Linked DNA regions of Mus musculus: region 1 is linked to region 2. The links are chromatin contacts, called in public HiChIP or PLAC-seq maps. All regions are on one chromosome and are shown on one strand. The core of a region is the stretch at or near the end of the contact, and the rest is flanking DNA. Distances in the headings are between cores, read along the strand shown.

The links. HiChIP or PLAC-seq counts read pairs in DNA pulled down with a chosen protein or histone mark.
Region 1: an HNF4G HiChIP or PLAC-seq map of pancreatic cancer cells shows a contact between it and region 2. The contact joins two enhancer-like sites. A contact is called at or near these places in 1 of 115 datasets of contacts at active chromatin or transcription factors (pancreatic cancer cells) and 1 of 9 other capture datasets (adipose tissue).

Annotation. Positions count from the first base shown.
Region 1 is chr1:133,474,940-133,479,957 of GRCm38.p6, reverse strand. No RefSeq gene overlaps it. Among named protein-coding and RNA genes, the nearest start is that of Sox13, 53 kb to the right of the region's middle. Within about 2 kb of position 2,302, at least 15 of the 459 cell types and tissues checked have an H3K27ac peak or open chromatin away from gene starts, as enhancers often do. A contact at or near this core is called in pancreatic cancer cells, where this site is marked.
Region 2 is chr1:133,292,591-133,297,869 of GRCm38.p6, reverse strand. It overlaps Plekha6 (pleckstrin homology domain containing, family A member 6), which reads right to left. Exons shown (of 27, transcript NM_182930.2): 23 at 3,997-4,164; 24 at 3,783-3,916; 25 at 3,162-3,307. Among named protein-coding and RNA genes, the nearest start is that of Golt1a, 15 kb to the left of the region's middle. Within about 2 kb of position 2,514, at least 54 of the 459 cell types and tissues checked have an H3K27ac peak or open chromatin away from gene starts, as enhancers often do. A contact at or near this core is called in pancreatic cancer cells, where this site is marked.

The DNA.
Region 1 (5,018 bases), core at 1,053-3,552, 180 kb before region 2:
ATGACAGAAGCTCATGGCGATGGGTGGAGAGTAGGCTACGACGAGGAAAGCTGGAGGCTGATTATTCTCTTAGATTATTTTGTGAGGAAGAAAGAAGAAAATTGGGTTTGTCATTGAAGGGGAAAGTAGAGTTCAAAGGTCTGTAGCCCAGGCTGTCCTTACACCCATGATCTTCTTTCCAGCTTTGGCTTCCCAGAAGCAGGGGCTACAGGCTCTTTTATTTTGAGGTATGAGAAAGAACAGATTGTGTGCTGAATAGATTAGAGGAGAGGACGCAGTGAAGCGAGAGATAGAGGGTAGAGTTGCTGTGCAAGATCTTGGTGGGTGAAAGTACAGTGGTCCCAGTATCAGGGAGAGAGGGAACAGGAGGCATTGTGCACAGGCAAGGAGCATCCAGGTGTATGCATGCAATCAGCTCTTCAGCTAGGAGTAAGGAAGAAGGGGGAATGCTGACTCTGAGGCAAGGAGAAGAGAGACCAAGGCAGAGTGAGTGCCATGGCCACACACCAGTGATGTGTCCCTGTCCCCAGAGCAGCCATACTCAACCAGAGCAGATGCAGAGAGATGGGTTAGGTCAGGTGAGTGCAGCTGTCAAGGCTCACAGCTCTGAGGACCACTGTGCAGGCAGTTGGTGTAGTCCAAGTGTGTGCCTGTTCTTCCATAGTGATTATTAATAATGTCTTCCTCATTCTTAAATACCTCTGTCTCTCTCTGATATAGGGTCTCATGTAACCCAGAATAGCATCCAACTTGCTATAGATTCAAAATGGGCTTTGAACTCCTAATCCTTTTGTCTCCAACTCCAAGTACTGGGATTACAATAGGATGCCACCAAGCCCAGCTCTTCGGTGTTCATTTGTATAGTAAAGGAAATGTCTTCCCACAGGCCCTAGAGCCAAAATGGAGTTTCTGATATTTCTAGGCAGAATTTATCAGTGTTTGGCTTTCTTTCCTTCCTCCTTTCTGTCTGTCTGTCTGTCTGTCTGTCTCTCTCTCTGTCTCCTTCCTTCCTTCTTTTCTTCCTTCCTTCCTTCTTTTTTTCCTTCCTTCCTCCCTTCCTTCCTCCCTCCCTTCCTTCCTCCTTTCTTTCTGTCCTTTCTTTCTTCCCTTCTCTCCGTGTGTGTGTGTGTGTGTGTGTGTGTGCGTGCACACAAGTGTGAAGAGTATGTACATGGAGACCTAGAAGGGAGTCAGGTGTCTTCTATTTATGCTTTGGTCCTTTGAGGCAGAGTCTCTCCTTGAAGCTGGATGGAGCTCATATTTTTCATCTGGGCTGGAGGGCAGCAAGTCCCAGGGATCCTTCTCATGCCCCACCCTTATCTCCAGTCCTAGAGTTACAGATGTGCAATGGGATCACCCCAGCTTTTATGTGAGTGCTGGGATCTAAGCTCCAGTCCTCATGCTTATAACCACTGAACATCCCTCCAGCCCCTCCTTTGAGGTTAGCCATGGCGGTTCAGTTCTCAGCCCCCAGCATCTAGCACTGCCATCACCATTCACAGAAACTTGCCAAGTGATCCTTCTACTTCTTAAGCTCTTTTGGGGTTGCTCAATTTACAGACCTCATAGAAGTCTGTGTGCTTATTAGGACAAAATTATTTATGAGTATGTATAGCCTCAGTACCCCCACGGCATTACTTCTGTCATGAGTCTGCCTAGTTGAAGAGGACATGGAAGTCACCTCTCAATGAGAGGAGAGTTCAAGTCACTTTACAAGAAGGCTTTATGGTGCTGGAGTTGGAGCCACATCCCCCTCCCTTCTTTATAACAAGACCACATGGCATCCATGATATTGTTTTGCTCCTTTGGGAACAATGTAATTCTGACCCTAAGTTTGGATTCTCTATCCTTCTTTCCAAAGATACTAGCAAAACACTCAGAACTGTAGTCATTGTCTAGTTAACCTTAACTCTGCTTATGTTGAGGGTCTTGCTACAAATGTAGCTTCTTGCCCATTTCATCCTCCTGAGGTGTGGGTCCCTGTGCAACTGTGCTTTCTCAGGAGAAACTGCAGCACGCTGGCACAAACAGCTCATCTCAACTCCAAACAGTTGTCAGAATGTAGTCATGGCCAACTGGCTCTTACAACTGTGTGACAAAACACCACAAGTTTAGTGGCTTACACGACACCAAGTTGTCATCTCCAGTTTCTATGATCAGGGATCTCACTCTTGGTTTCAACAGATGGAAATAAAAGTGTCAGCTGATTGGTCTTCCTCCAAAGGCCTACTAGGGAAAGATCCCTTTGCAAGCCCCTGGTACATCAGTAGACTTTCTTTTCTGTCACTCTTGGTCTGGAGCGCAGCTCAAGAATAGAGGGTATACTTAGCCAATGTGAGGCCCTAGGTTCTATCCTGGACAGCGTATGCACGAGTTGCTTTGCTTTTGTCTTAAAGCTTGTTTGTGGGATTTCTACACATCCATCTTCAAGTTCGTTACAGGAGAAGACTCTGTAGGGCTCATATCAACCAAGTTCAAGGGTTTTGTGTTCTTTTTTAACTAGAAAGGGAATGTGGTGCCCATTAATGGAGGCTGGTTCTCCTGGTGGTTAGGAAGTTGTGGTGTTTGCATAGGGATGACCCCACAGACTCGTATACCTGAATGCTTAGTCACCAGGGAGTGGAAGGAACTCTCTGATAGAATTAGAAGGATTAAGGAGGTGTGACCTTGTTGGAAGAAGTGTGTTGCTGGGGGGGTCCACTTTAAGGTTTTCAAAAACCCACACCTAGCCTGCCAGGATGATAATGGACTAACCCTCTAAAAATGTCAGCAACTTTTATAAGAGCCACCTTGATCATGGTGCTTCTCTTCACAGCACTAGAACAGTGACTAAGACATACATCATCCAGCAGGAATCTGTGAGAATTCTGGCAACCTTCCTCACAAACCTTCCTCACAAAGTCCAGGAAGCAGGAGCCTGAAAAGACTGCTCAGTGGTTAAGAGCAGTTGCTGTTCTTGCAGAGGATCTGAGTTTGGTTTCTATACCCACATCAGACTGCTAACATCTGCCTGCAAGTCCACCTCCAGAGTAGATGATCTTCTGACTTCCACAGGGCACTATACCTACATGCACAAATCTACACACACACACACACACATACACACACAAATGTTACTAAAGTTTAAAATAAAATATTCTTGAAAAGGCTAGGAAGCAGTAAGTCCCTCAAGAGTGGATACAAACAGAAAGCCCACCAAACATAAAGAGCTGAATCCACGTGTAGAAAACTGCTTCCATAGCAGGGTACCTGTACCAAGAGGCAGTGCCGATGTTGGCACCATGACCAAGACCAATAGAGGACATCGGAGAAAGGATGTCAGGATCTGCCACTTCAGTTGAGGCTCTAACAGTGTGGCCTGCCTGCTGAATCCTTCTAGCCCTTGAGGGGTTGAAAAGACCAAGATTTGGGAGTCACAAGCTGACATCCTAGGGACAGAGAGACCTAGACAGAATCAGCTGCAGATGCATAGGAACCATGAGAACAAAGGATGCGGGATTGTAAGACTCTGGCGAGCCTTAACTTAGGAGACTCCGAAAGTGAACAACTCAGAGCTGGGAACCAATGCAAAAGCAAGAGGAATTTTATTGCTCCAGCATGCTGGGGTCACCCTGCACACGAAGAAGAGAGGATGACCCTGCGCAACACGTTTGGAGAGTTTTTATACAGTTTTTACAGCAGCAACCATTAGGCACGATGTGATTGGCAGAACAGTGTGACTCTTAAACTGATTAGTCTTTAGGGGATGAGGTGGCAAGGACTTCCCTTGTCTGTAGGTGGCCAATGGGCAAGGAATGTGTCCACGTGCTCTGGGCCTCCCCCACTCGCAGGTGGCTGATGGTTGGTCTTCCCCTCTGTCGTCTGAGGAATGTAATTAGCTTCTCCCTTCCCGAGGGGAGGGCTGCCTAAGTGCTCCATGACTTCTCTCTTCCAGGAGGGGAGGGGTCTGGTGGAATTTTCCAAAGTTCCTGAGCTGACCTCTTCAGGATTAGTATATTGCCTCGTTTGGAAAACAAGAAGCAGAGAGTGGAAAAGACAGGGAACAGAACTCTGGTCTCCTCAGCTCAAGGGGCATGTGTGTTGGAGGGTCTATGTTTGTGTGGCAGTCTGCTTAGCACAGTTGCATGGTAAGTCTGTGCGTGCGTGTGTGTGTGTGTGTGTGTGTGTGTGTGTATGTGGTATGCATATGCAGGTATGTATGTATGTGGATGTGTGAGGTATGCATATGGAGGTGTGTGTGTGTGTATGTGTGTGTGTGTACATGTAGTGTGCATGTGTGGGTGTGGCCTGGCTAACTTGGAACTTGCTATATAGGTCAGGTTGCCCTCCAGTCCGCAGCAGTCCTACCATCCTTCCCTCCCAAGTGCTGGAGTTAGGGACATGCACCACTCTGCTGGTTCCCGATCTCATGTTAGAATTGTAGTTAGAAGGGCCATGGTACATTTCACTTACCTAGCACATAGAGGGGACCTGGGTTCCATCCTTAGTATGCATGGGGTTGGTATTTACTCTGGTTAAAATAGAAGCCAAGGACATAGCTCAAGGGCAGTGTACCTACCTAACTTAAACAACACCCTAGATTTGATTCCCAGCACTGCAAATATAAAATAGCGTAACATTAAATTGAATTAAAAATTTAATTTAATAGGAAATTAAAACCTAAGGTGACATTAAAAGAGAGAGACCATAAAGTCGAAAATGATAAGGAAAGTTAAGAAGTATATTGACAGAGAACAACAACAACAACAACAACAAAATGTAAGCCAAACGAAGGAATTAAATAGGAACACACTGCTCTGGGTGTGGTGGTGTACTAAAACCAACTAAACTGCCTTGAATCAGTTCAAGTTGAAGCAAGAAATTAAAAGAACCACATAGCTCATAAGAGCATAAATAACAGCTGTGAGTACAGTGTAAGAAACTAGGAAGCAACATTTGGTGACAAAACAACAGCTAGTGGTGGTGGTGGTGACACAAGCCTATTTCAGCCCTCAGGAGGAAGAGACAAGCAGACCTCT
Region 2 (5,279 bases), core at 1,265-3,764:
CCCGGGATCTGACAGCACCACATGGGTACACTCATCTTACACAACTCAAATATGTGTTTGTTCACTTTCAAGCCTCGGTACTTCCATGTGATCCAACATACCTGTCATCTCATAGGCAAAACCACTCACAAATGCTTCCCAACACATTCATGTGTATATTACCGAAGAAGTGTTACTCATGGGTCATGTTCAGATTCTAAACCTGTCAATAACCCCGACAAGAAAGCAAAGAGGCTCCCTGGGAAGCCAAAATGTTCTAACATCTACCTACAGAGTTCTGTGGATCCGGCCACTGTTATTCTGAGTTCTAACAAGTGCTGACCTGTTGGTGTTCTGAGCCTCAGATTGGAAATAGAAAGCCGGGGCTGGAAAAGGGACAGAGGGGGCATTGAAAGGCCCTGCATAGCTCTAAGAAGGCACAAATGAAGAGAGCACAGCGCCTTTATGAAAAGTGAGGATGACATATGAGCAGGAGGGGACCACACTTAGATACAGAGAGAGTCACACAGGGACAGCAGCTCCTGGGCTCATGCCTTCAACACAAGTCAGGGGCATAGGGATACTGACAGTATTAACTGAGGAAGGAAAAGACGACAGTTATGTGAATATCATCTCTTTAACGAAACAGACACGTGAAATATATATTGACTATACCCACTAAAATGCGTTAAGTTCAAGTGTGTGGTAAGCACATGTTGGACAGATGTGGCACTTCAAAGCGTGAGTATTTGCATGCGTGAGTAGCCACACACATTTATGAGTGCATTCACCCCACCCCTATGCACAGATATGTTTACAAGTGCTACAGAGTGTACACTGCGCACAACATTCGGGATAGATCATGGCATTCCTGACACATGAAAAGCCAGCCACATATAAATATGCACATTCCTAGATGTTACCTCTACCTGCATACTGGATGTGCATACACACACACACACACACACACACACACACACACACACACACGCAGATGCATCCCCACATTTCCCCTCAAACATTCCTTTCTCTCCCACACAGATCATCTAAATACACACAGATACACATCTGCGAACATTGCCAGATACATGACATCTGTGCCAGGTACACAGACTCAGAAATGCCGCATCGCATCGTCTCATATGGTATACACTGAATCTGCACACAGCAGTTTGGCAGACTTACAAACAGAGCACTCACTGATTAGGTTGTCCATGACACACACACCCATGCCAAGCCTGCTGCTCTTGGGACCTATGCCCAGCCACTCTCCCTCCCAGTGTCCTGGGTATGAACCTACGCCCACGCTGCTAATCCACACCCATGTGCCCAGGAGTAGTGCTTGCTCTAGGGCCTCCAGGCCATGGGCCAAGGATAGCGGGGCAGCGGGCTAGGGCTGAGGTCTGGTGCTCCCATAGCCATTTTTTGAATTGTTGGAGGTTTTGGCAATAGCACGATGACCATTTGCTTTCAGCACACAGACCCTGAAATGTAAGCCCGTGTATTGTCAAGGGAAATCGGATAGGCCCCAGAGGTTTGTTTCCATGAAACCTGGACTGTTGGGTAACAATGCAGAAAGCCAGATCCGTGGCAGGGCAGGGGGAGTTTTTAAGCATGCTATGTGCTACCCTCTTGAAATGGGAAGTACCTTTTGCTCAAAGCATGTGGAATTTGACTCAAGTTCAATGTCAGTTCGAGTTACTTTTGAAAAGTAAGGACAGCATCCTACTCTGCAGCTAAACTGGTTCTGCTGCCTTAGCTCCAGGAAAGGAGATGGCCCCTCATAGCTCTCAGCACCTGTCTGTGCAGAGCCGGACACTGGAGCACCTGCGACCTCCAGTGCCTCCCCAGCCCTCCATCCTGAAGTTCATTGTTCCTAATTACATCAGCTTCTCCCTGGAGGTTTAACTGATACTTTCTTTGTTGTGACTGACAGCCCTCTGGTTGTAACGTACATATATCAAGTTAGAAACGGCACAGAGGGGTCTCGTTTCAACTTCAGCTCTTACTGGTTCAAGCATCTCTACCGAGCACCGCAGCATCACCGTTGTCCCAGCACTAAACACCAGGCACTTGGTGAGGGGCTGCCTTCGGCTGCTTCTGACCCTTGCACCATCTGAACTGAAGGCAGGTGTTCTGAATTTTACCACTGAGGAAATGAAGGCTTGGAGCCCCATCCCTCCTGATTCCATCTTTATCTGCTTGCTCCTGCCTCGTCAGGACTAGCGTAACCGTGGCCTGTAACCTGGTCTCTCTCACTTCTGCTCATCACCTTAAGCCACGGCCGACTTCATATCATTCCTCCTAACTGTGGCCACTAAAGTCCACACTTTGTGGGCGTGGTGGTGTGTGCCAATAATCCCAGCACTCAGAAGCTTAAGCAGGAAGACCTAAGGTTCTAGGCCAGGCTGAGTTACATAGCCAGACCCTGTCTCAAAAACGAAACAAAAGAAGATGGTCCTATTATGTGTGGATGAAGCTAACCACGACCTTATCTGCCCCTCCCATTCATACAGACTCCCCTTCATTGAAAGCCGGGCCACATTCCCCTCCTCCAGGAGGCTACTCTAGCCTGTGGAAGTCAGTCCAGTGACTTCACCTCTATGGTATCTAATTGGGACCTTTGTGTCAGTGTGAAGTCACTTCCTCTTCCTAGCAGGTCTCTTCTTAGGAAAGTTAAGTTGGATCAGCAGCCAAGATAGAGATGAAATAGCTCTCAAGTCCTTGTCTGCCTTGTCTTTTTTGGGGGGGAGGGGAAGGAGGGGGATCATCTTTCCATTCTTCTGTTTGCATGTAGCAAGGAAGAAAAGCAGAAGGAATCCTAAACACCTAGTCCTCTCAGCCATGGTGGTAAGTGTGATTATGCTTCCTAAGGAAGTGCCATTGCCTTCTCTGTGACTTTCCAGAGGCACATGGCCCCAAGTTCCCTGCCGCCTCTGACCAGTCCTCTATAAAGTGGCTGTGAGCATCATGACAGCTAAGCCCCTGGAGGTCGGCCACTCTGGCCCCTTCGTACTGAGCCTAGCACAAACCCAGTGCTTAGTGAATGCTCGGTCTGACCCTATGAACCACCTCCTTGGCCTGGCGTCTCTCCTGAGCCTGCCCCCCTGGCAATGCTGCACTTCCTCCCCTACACCTGGTCAGCTGGTGTCCCTGGCGGAGCGAGGCCCAGCCCCTCTCACCAGACAGCATGCGGCCCCTGCGGGAGGCCTCGGTCGCCAGGGCACAGGAGATTTCAATCCGCTTCTCCTGCTCCTGCAGCTGGCTCTCTGAGTCCTGGGGCACGTCCACAGAGTCCCCCTCGCCGATGGGCACCACGTTCTGCATACTGAAGAGGCACAGACACACAGACATGGAGGGAGGGACAGCATGGTCCAATTGGCTTGGGGAGGCCTGCGCTGAGGTTGGTGGGGAGGGCCAGGGGCCTTTGAGTGTGCAGCCTCTGGTGCCCAGCAAGGCTGTCCCTAGGAGTGAGGGAGACCCTGGCAAGACTGTTAGGACCCCTACCCTCAATGTTCTCAAATGAATTTTCAAAGGTTCAAGTGAACATGTGGGGCAGCCTTGAAGGGGCGGAGGATGAGCAGAGAGGCACCCTCTGGTTTGTGCACAAGCCCAGCAGGTCTTTCTAGGGACCAGACCAGCATCCTCATTTCTGCCAGATGTCTGGGTATAGTCTGCTGCCTCTGGCCACTGCTTTTATTTTCTCTACCCTGGGGAGGCAAGGTGCCTCCGAGATACCTAGTGCCCAAGGAACCTGGGTACAGGGAGGGCAGTGGAGTGGCTGGCTCGCCTAGGCCTATTACCTGGATTTGGCAATGAGCGTCTTGATCCTCTCCACCTTCTTCTGCTTCTCCTTCAACTCCTCCGGGCTCAAGGGAGTGTCAGGTTCCAGGTCAATGTACCGTTCAGGGATGAGGACTTTGTCTGGAGTAGAGAGCTGTGGAGAGTCTAAGGTCACCGCCTGCATCCTCCCATTCAGGCCATCCTCCTGCCACGGCCCCTCCCGGACCCACTCACCTCCTTACTGATGTCCACATCGTAGTGCTGAGGCTCCAGCTCCATCTTGCGGAGCCTCGCGATCTCCTCCCGTGGTGTCTCATATGCCTGACCACCAGGTTCCTCGGCTCTCAGGGCTGCCTCCAGGTTGGAGATGTCTACTTCATGGATGCTGCGGTGACGGCGCACCTGGGGGACAGCACTGTCATGACCAAGTCACTTCTACCCACATCTCCCTCCAGGCAGTTCCTACTATTCCTGTGTATGCGCCCTGACCAGCATCCTTACTATCCCTGTATCCTTGCCCTGACCAGCATCCTTGACCAGGCTCCCTCGTAGCCTGCACTACAGAGCCACCCTCCTTTCCCTCTGCTTCCCTACACCTGCCTACAGCAAGGCCCAGAGACAGGACCTCATCAGTGTCTCCTCTCAGTGCTCACAGCCTGTACTGCACCCATGGGCAGTGGAAGCCATGTGTCCCATATTGATTTCTGATAGTTTCATTCTATGGAAGGTCTGACCTATCAACTCAAGCAAAGCCATACGAAGGTAGAATTTGCATCTTGTTTCTTCTCTGTTTCTGGAACCTACTACTATAAAGAAAAGTTAAACAGATACCTTGGCTCCACCCACCTCTGTTCTTACAGGGGTGTGGCCCAGGAAGCTCCTGGTTTCTCTTGATTCTATTTCCCTAGCTATAAAATGGGTGATACATTTGAAATCATTGCCAACACTGATGGGGTTAAATGAAGGAATATGATGATTCCCTGGACAGCACTGCTAGGAGAGCTACTATGGCTGTCTTCAGGGGACCCAGGAGCTACCATGACTGTCTTCAGGGGACCCAGGCCAATGCTCAGCACATAGAAGGCACGTCAGAATCACGTAAAAGTGATGACTCTTTTCATGTGGTGGATTTTGCACTATTTTTTTAAATCTAATTTTTCCTTTTTAAGTATATATGTGTGTGTGTGTGTGTGTGCACATTGACATAAAGTATGTGTATGTGAGTGTCTGCTGAGTCCAGAAGAGGGTGCTGGCTCTCTTGCAGCTAGAATTACAGGCAATCATGAACCATCTGATGTGGGTGCCAAGAGTCCTCTGCAAGAGCAGCAAGTGCTCTTAACACAAGTGACTTTTTGAATACTTCATTTCAGCAAACACATTTGTCATTCATTTGGCATTACTTTCATCAAGCATAAATAGGAAACACAGGCTGAAGCACCTCTAGCAGTGGTGTATCCCAGGAGCCCTGCTAGGTCACCCTCAGTCTTCCAGCTCCCTGGTCCCATGTGCCCATGGGC